Linked DNA regions of Rattus norvegicus: region 1 is linked to region 2. The links are chromatin contacts, called in public Hi-C maps. All regions are on one chromosome and are shown on one strand. The core of a region is the stretch at or near the end of the contact, and the rest is flanking DNA. Distances in the headings are between cores, read along the strand shown. Region 1 has its middle 36 kb from the start of Gsta3l1. Region 2 overlaps LOC102549795 (a long non-coding RNA gene).

Region 1 (3,886 bases), core at 766-3,265, 220 kb after region 2:
TTATCTCTTCCAACTTTGGCTTGGCGTATACTTAGTGGTCATCAGAATAGCCATGCCCCCTTGGTTTTGGTGTCCATTCACTTGGCAGATTGTCTCCCATTCTCTGGCTCTCCACCCATAGGTGTCTTTACCTGTGAGGTGTGTTTCTTGGAGACCATAGACGCTTGGATCTAGTTTTTAAAATCCAGTCCATCAGACTGGTGAGCCAAAGTCATTACATTTAAGGTTACTACGGAATGGTGATTTTATTGGGCATATTATTGTTTCTTCTTTTCCTTTCCTAACTGTGCTAGGGCTTAGCTGATTTACTGTGTAGGGTACAACAGGAATCACATGGATTCTCCTTGACCACTCACTCTTGCCATTAACTCATTCTCTCCTACGCTCATGCGATCCAAACATTCTTCCTCTTCTTTGTGTAGCATCCCTGCAATTCTTTTCTGCAGTGCCTTCGTGGTGGCTATGAACCGACTTAGTTTGCCCCTGTTTATCAGTTTGTAAAATAGGTTTGCTGGCTTTGGCGGCTGGAAGTTGAGCCCAGGGAAGGTCCTCTTCCTATATATTTGCAAGTGTGTGATCCCCACAGTGTACAGAGGATTCTTTAAATAGTTTAGACAACATGAGTACAATAGAAACGGAATGTACCTGTTTCCATCTTCTAAGTTTTTAGTTGCTAGGTGAAAGAGATCTTGGAGCAGCTAGCCTGAGACACTTGCTCTTAGAAGGAAGATTACTTTCGCAGAGAGAAAGCTATGTATTCGGGTCCTAATGTTGAAACAATGAGGAATAAGAGGAAGGCTCTCATTTGATTTTGAGTAGGGAAAGAGTGCTGTGAGTCTGAGGAAAGAGAGAAGGCTAGGGTGAGGGTGGACAAGCAGGAGGTAAGAAGGCAAGCAAGGAAAACTGGAAGGCAAAATTCAGGATGCAGATGCCTCCACATCCATGTGTCTTGTTGCCAGTGTTCCTGTAACTCTTCTAGAGTTTGATTCCCTAGGAGCAGCTTAGACTTCCCAGTTCTCAAAAGCAGTCACATTGCTTCCGAAATATGAGAGAGAGAGAGAGAGAGGAGAGAGGAGAGAGAGAGAGAGGAGAGAGGAGAGAGGAGAGAGGAGAGAGGAGAGAGGAGAGAGGAGAGAGGAGAGAGGGGAGAGGGAAGAGGGGAGGGGAGAGGGGAGAGGGGAGAGGGGAGAGGGGAGAGGAGAGAGGAGAGAGGAGAGAGGAGAGAGGAGAGAGGAGAGAGGAGAGGGGAGAGAGGAGAGGGGAGAGAGGAGAGGGGAGAGGGGAGAGAGAGAGAAATAGGTTCAGCAAAGGAATGTCACAAGATTTAATCTACATATTAGATTCCTTTGTGTGTTGGGGGAAATTTGTTTATTCCCCCACTCTACCAACCCTGGATTCCTGGACTTCCTCAATACCAGGACTACTGCTGTATGACAGAGGGCAGAAGGTTCGTCCTGTTTTCAGGCAAAACGCGAGGCACAATTTCATGTCGATTTAAGGTTCTTTTCTGGGAACTAATTCCCCTGGACACGCAAGACTCCAAATGCTTTCCAACGGTGGCGTTCTGTGCCATTCCTCCCAGACATCTACTGGCTATCCTGCTCTCACAGAGTAAAGCGGATCATGATGCTATGCCCACACCTGCCAAGGTAGTGAGCTGTACGGGCACTTGGGCTTTATCAACTTGGACTCTGACTGTGGACATACTACTTCACCTCTTAGAACGCCAGCTCTCTCCGCTGAAAATAGTAACAATTTATAGACAGCGTGCACGTTGTTTGGCTCCAAAGTTTCCACCAGGGTCCCTTGAAAGAAAAACTTCCCAGCTAGAGATCTTTCTTCCTTCTGTGATCCAGCTGATAATGCAACGGATAATGTACGTGCTGCAAGTGTCAGCCAGCCCAGTAGGGGGCAGCAAAATCCATTCTGGATTTAGGAGCAGCCATTCTCAGGGTCGGACTCTCTAGGCGGCTGAGCAATACCCACACTCCTGGGAGGGGCTCGATGAGATGACTACGCATGCGCGCTGCGGGCTTAGCCCGGGCCCCTTCCCCGGGTTTGAGGGGGATGAGCTGCAGCCTGGGAGTGCGGCTGCGCTGAGATTGCTTCCGGAATGAGGTGTTGCGCTTGCAAGCCGCTCTTTCTGCCCCCACCACAGTCTCTGGCTTAGGACAGCAGATGTATATATTCGTCCCACAGTGCTGACTTCCCTGTTGTCTTGCTAAGGTGCAGAAATAAAAGGGACTTTGCTGTCCCTCCCTGACCACAGACCAGGGTGTCAAGACTGTCCCCCATCCTCCTGCCACCTGCGGACAATGTTTTGACTTTCTAATTCACAGACCTAACTCTCCTAGGCCTTCCACCTTCCTAGTGTCAGAGTCTTGGGGAAGGTTGCAGAGTGAGCTCATGAATTCCGATATTCCAATCTTGTCAGAATCATGCAGGCGTCGCTGGGAAATGTCTTTTGTGTCCAGGAAGGACAAGGGAACGTCTTGGTTAAAGCCTCAGCATGTAAAATGCGCATGCAAAGTTAGAGCCATTAAAGACCTTGCCTAGTTTTCACAGCTCATCAGTAGTTGTATCAGTTTGAAGCCAGGGGCAGTCACTTCTCCCTCCCCTGCCTTAGGCTAGGGAGGGAGCAGACAGGTGCGATGGAGAACGCGCTTCCCTTGCTCTAGTCTCTTTTCCACTTACAACCAGAGCAGTTTTTCAAAAATCACTCTGAATGGCGTTACCTTTCTTTAGATCCTTTTAAGTCCCCATTGCCTACCAGATGTTTACATTATGGTTCATAGCAGTAGCAAAGTTATAGTTATGAAGTAGCAACGAAAATAATGTTATAGCTGGAGGTCACCGCAACAAGAGGAACAGTATTAAAGGGTCCCACGCAGCATTAGGAAGGTTGTGATCGACTGCTTTAGAGTATTGGAGACCCTTGCGGTTGGAAACTCGACTACTCTTTGGAGTTCTTCTAACTGGCAGGACTTGCAGTTTCTAGGCCATGGCGCTCATAGCTCTTTTAGTCTTCCGTCCTCTTTCAGTTTCTGCATTCTGGAACTCCGTCATCCCCTGTTTCTTTCAGAGAAGGGGTCTCATGTAGTCCATGCTGGCCTTGAACTTGCTCTAGCCATGGGCAGCCTGGAACTTGTGGTCCTCCTTTTTCTACTTCTCAAGTGCTGGGATTATAGGGCTGACACCATCATGTTTAGTTTTATGTAATATTAGAGCTTGGACGTAGGGCCATGTGCACGCGAGATAAGCCTTCTTCTGTCAACAGAAAGCTACATTCTTAGCCCTTCAGCCTCAACTTTTTGTCCCCTCCCCCACGTTTTTGTTTTTGTTTTTTGTTTTTTTGCCTTCTCTATATTTCTACAATCCTTCTCTTATTGTCCTGACTGTTCCCTTGAACTGCTCCCAAGAACTTGAAACTGTCTTTTATTGTCCTGACTGCTTTCTCTTACCGCAGTGGGAGGCAGCCACCCTTTGTCTCTTTACTGCTGTTGCTGCTCTTGCAAAATGACTGGTTAACTCGTCCCTTTCAAGGCTGTAATTAAAACTTGGAGCATTTCAGTTAGATTTCGATTTGTCTACGTGGTTGGCTTTTCCAAGGACCTGAGTTGTGTGGTTTCTGTGAACATAACACAGGCTACAGCAGTTGCTAAACTCAGTTTTGAGCTCAGCTAGAAGGCAATGCTTGTTAAAAAAAAAAAAAAAAAAAAAAAAAAGCAACCAGTTGGCGAACCGGAGTCCTTTCTTGCTGTGTTCCAAACAAGATACAGAACTCCCAGTCAAATAGGGACTTAAGACAAACAGAAGGAACAATCCGAGTACGTCAGAATGTCTCAAACACTGCACGGACCGTATTTATACCAAAGTGTTGTTTCTC
Region 2 (3,913 bases), core at 866-3,365:
CTTGTTTCTCATTTCAGAATCCTGACTTTTGTTTGCCAGGGAAAGTTGTTTTCGTTGTTTCTGGTTTGAGGTGTTTGTTTTGTTTGAGATGGACCTGTGTATCCCAGGCTGGCCTGGAACTCCGGATTGAGTCTCTCGTCACAGTCCGCCAAGGAGTCGGTTGGGATTGATTACAGGCTGCACCAACACCACATCCAATTCTAATAAAACTAATTTCCAAGTTCTTAAAGATGTCAGGGTTACAATTTCAGCCCTTAAGTCTCTCCATAACATAGTGCAAGCCATGGACTGGAAGCTTGAAACAGAGTTCAGAGCCCTGATAGGAGGGCAGTGTGGCCCTCTGTCGCCCTCCATTATTGTTTGGTCACTGCTCTGTAGTTCCACCTGGATCCTCCAGAGGGCGATGTTGTCTTACTCAGTGCTCTCTCAGCGCCTGTTGCCAGGGCTTCGCCACTAGAACTATGTTTTGCTTGGTTAAAGTGTGGAATTCTTTTCTGTCTCTATAAACCTACTTACGTGAGTAATCATTAAACAGATTTTGTACGTGAATATTTTTGTCGTGTTGATCATGTAAAGAAAGCTACCCTCTTGGACCCGCCTGTTCAGGGCTGCCTGGACCCAAAGCTCATTCTAAAGTTGGGTTGTCTTTGGTCTGACACTGGCAGCTGGAAGAGGTTGAACACTACATCCATCTACAACTAGGAAGAGATAAAAAAAACTTTCAAAAATAAGTACTGCTAATTTCTCTACTTGTAGGCAGAGCAAACTACGCTTCGAAGAATCGTAGAGTTGATTTCTCTGCGGATTTCAATAAAATCGCATAAATTTCCCTAACTACGTTACAATCTTATTAAAGACCTTGGCCTTTTGAACTGATGGCCTACATTATTTTGAGATAAAATATGAATTACAAAAGGCAATCTAGAACTTTCAGGAACACAATGCCCACGTCCTTCAGGAAAGGGATGTGGGTGTTCACGTGTTAAGTTTAGAAAAAAAGTCAACTTCTTTTCTCTCAACTTTTCCATGGTCCTTATGCTGTGGTGACTCCAAGCCATAAAATTTCGTTGCTACTTCATAACTGTGATTTTGCTGTTATGAATTGTGGCATCTGTGTTTTCCGACGGTGATCCCTCTGAAAGGGTCGTTTGACCCCAAAAGGGGCCGCGACCCACTGGTTGAGAACTGCTGATCTGGAGGGAATGAGAAAGGCAGGAACGTTTCAAGAACTCATTGTAACGTTCAAAGATTTTTTTTTTTTTTTCCCTTCAGAAAAACTTCAGGGCCCAAGCTAATCACAGACCAGCTCCAAACATCTGCAGTCCTTCGCAGTCCCGCGCAGCCTGCCGCTTTTCACAATCTCACTGGAACTTCTGGTCCGGAACAGCACCTAAGTGGCAGTGGGCGGCACCGTTTCTTCCGCCGTTAGACTGAGCGGATTCCACACCGGTTCTCAGAGTGGTGTGCACTCCTCAGTCAGCCTGAGTGGATCACAAAGTCAGACCCAACGAGTTTCTTAAAATTAGTGTTGGGTCCTTCCGAGAGAAAGTTGTCTGACAATCTTGCCTGACCCTAGATCCTCCTCATGTGTCACTGGGATTGTCCCTTGCCCAAGCTGTCGGGTCCCCCACCCCAACCCACCCCCAGATAAGTGCTAAGAGTAGGAGGATGGAGCTTTACAACAGTCCCTCGGCCTTTCAAGGAGCTGCGCAAACTTCGTAAAGCGGTAGAAGGGTGGGGGGTTTTTTTTGTTTTGTTTTGTTTTTTGCTTTTTAAAAAGCAGTATCTGATTATTGAAGATGATGTAGAAAAGTGAGAAGAAAAGAATCTATAGACTCATTTAATAACCAGTGTTTCTGGGGGGAAGAGGAAAAGCTATCAAAACATTTTTCATTGTAAAATAATGCCGTGCAAAACTTCCTGGGGACGGGGTAAGGAACTAACGATTTTTAAGCAACCAATTGCTTTCATTTCATAAAGTCAAAATCAACAGTGTTCAGTTTACAGGAATACCAAGAGCTCTACTACAGTCCCTTCAGACGTTACACTATGTAGGGTAACCTGATGACGCCGGCTTAGCGAACAAGGTCGGCGGTACACTGGCTCTCCTGTTGAGAGAATTGTATGAACTGCCTCCTCGGACTCAAATGCCCAGCCAGGGCTGTGCTGGAGAGCCTTTCGCTGGATCCCAGCCAGCCCTGGCAGCCCAGTCAGCCCGTGAACTGCGTATGTGAATCCACGGAGAGTCATCCCTTAAACCGCAAGGACTGCCGTGGACCAGGCTTTGCTCTAGCCTGGGACCCAGCAGCAAAGAAAACGCACTATCCCCTTAGTTGTAGAGAAACAGAAAACGGAGTAAATGAAGTATTTGGTGTTAGAAGTAGTCGGTGCCAGGAGAAGAGGGGTGGACTGAAGGGCTGGGGTGAGTGTGCTGGTTTGGTTCGGTTTATTCTATGAGCGTGGTGTTTTGCCTTTAAGTGTGTGTGTGCTTCCAATTTGTATAGGGGCCCACGGAAGCTAGAAAAGGGCGCTGGATCTTCTGAAACTCGAGTTACCGGTGGTTGTGAGACACCACGTGGGTGCTGACAATTGACCCCCGGGGTCCTCTGCAAGAGCCACCGTCAGCTCTTAAGAGCTGAGCCATCACCCCAGCCCCTGTTTGGTTTCGAACCAGAGTCTCACGCAGTACAGATTGGCCTCATGCTTGATGGGTAGCTGAGAATCACCTAGTCGGGCTGCCTACGACTCCAGAGTGCTGTGATCAGAGACTCGGGCTTCCAAGCAAGGCTTTATGCAGTGATTCTGGCCAAAGCCTGGGCTTTCTAATCGCTGGGCAAGTACTTTATCAATTGAGTTGCATCCCCAGACCCATCAGTTGTGAAAGGGAGGCGAGGGCACTGGCTGTGTTTTCTCCACAGTGCGGCAGCTCAGGAGGAGACTGGGGAGAACAGAGTTAGGGGTTAGGACGGAGTACATAAGGCCTTAGGGGGACTTTATTGTAACTTCAGGGAATGTGGGGGCGGCTGATAGGGTCACTCAACTTTGAAATTACCACTTACTCATCATGATTCTACTCCCTTCCATCTACACAAAACCGGGGCACCGTTAAGTTCTTTGACTCGTGGGCCTGGTCCAGCAAGCTCTTGCCTTCCTGTGGGCACACTTCTGGAGATGGCAGATTGTTCCCAGACTATTTTTAAACCGCCCAGGTTGCTAGGTTCCACTTCCTAGAAAGACTTCGAACATTTCCTCATTCTGTTAATATTTGCACTGTACTCTGGGTAATTTTCTGAGCAGACGTGGAATGACACATCGTCAGCAGGGTCTATAAATAACTAAAAGCTTATATGATACTTGACTGACCCTGGGTTTTTTTCTCTCAATCCCTTCCCACGTTCCCCAATAACAAGCCTGTTAGTAGTTTCCATTTTTATTGCCCCTACTGTTCAATAAGGCATTGAGGCATAAATCATGTTAACACAGGAGACTACCTGGTTTGGTAACGGAATCTCACAGAAACTCAGGTCTTTGGATCCAAAGTTCCCACTCCTCCCCTTCAGAATCAAGAGAGCATAGAAAAAAAATGTCCCCCCACATCATCATGTGAACTAGAAAAGCTTTTGAATCTAGAGAAGGGTATGATGTAGATTGCCCCCACATCCCTCGGTAAGTAAAAACAAACCTCTGTGTGCACTTCTCTGCATTTCTGCACACACTGGCCACACTTTTCCACTGTTGGGCTGGCTGATAACCAGAGATGAAATCCCATACATGTTCAGTGCCAGGATTCAGCTATAATCCCCAGAAAGGCTCTCTAGACCATAAACCTGCTTTAAGAACCACCGACTGGTTTCAAATGATCTCTCCATCCGTCTTCAGGAGGCACAACGCTGTAAAGGGCATCCCGTTCGTG

What was found. A called contact is a pair of places that touch in the nucleus more often than the background predicts.
Region 1: a Hi-C map of kidney shows a contact between it and region 2, with 13 times the contacts expected there. The contact joins two enhancer-like sites. A contact is called at or near these places in 11 of 12 Hi-C or Micro-C datasets (the A7r5 cell line, the Rat2 cell line, frontal cortex and 6 more) and 1 of 1 datasets of contacts at active chromatin or transcription factors (oligodendrocytes).

The regions. Positions count from the first base shown.
Region 1 is chr9:31,077,491-31,081,376 of GRCr8, forward strand. No RefSeq gene overlaps it. Among named protein-coding and RNA genes, the nearest start is that of Gsta3l1, 36 kb to the right of the region's middle. Within about 2 kb of position 2,016, at least 68 of the 93 cell types and tissues checked have an H3K27ac peak or open chromatin away from gene starts, as enhancers often do.
Region 2 is chr9:30,858,051-30,861,963 of GRCr8, forward strand. The region is part of intron 2 of LOC102549795 (a long non-coding RNA gene); the gene reads right to left. It also overlaps a transcript of Paqr8 not described here. Among named protein-coding and RNA genes, the nearest start is that of Efhc1, 12 kb to the right of the region's middle. Within about 2 kb of position 2,116, at least 8 of the 93 cell types and tissues checked have an H3K27ac peak or open chromatin away from gene starts, as enhancers often do.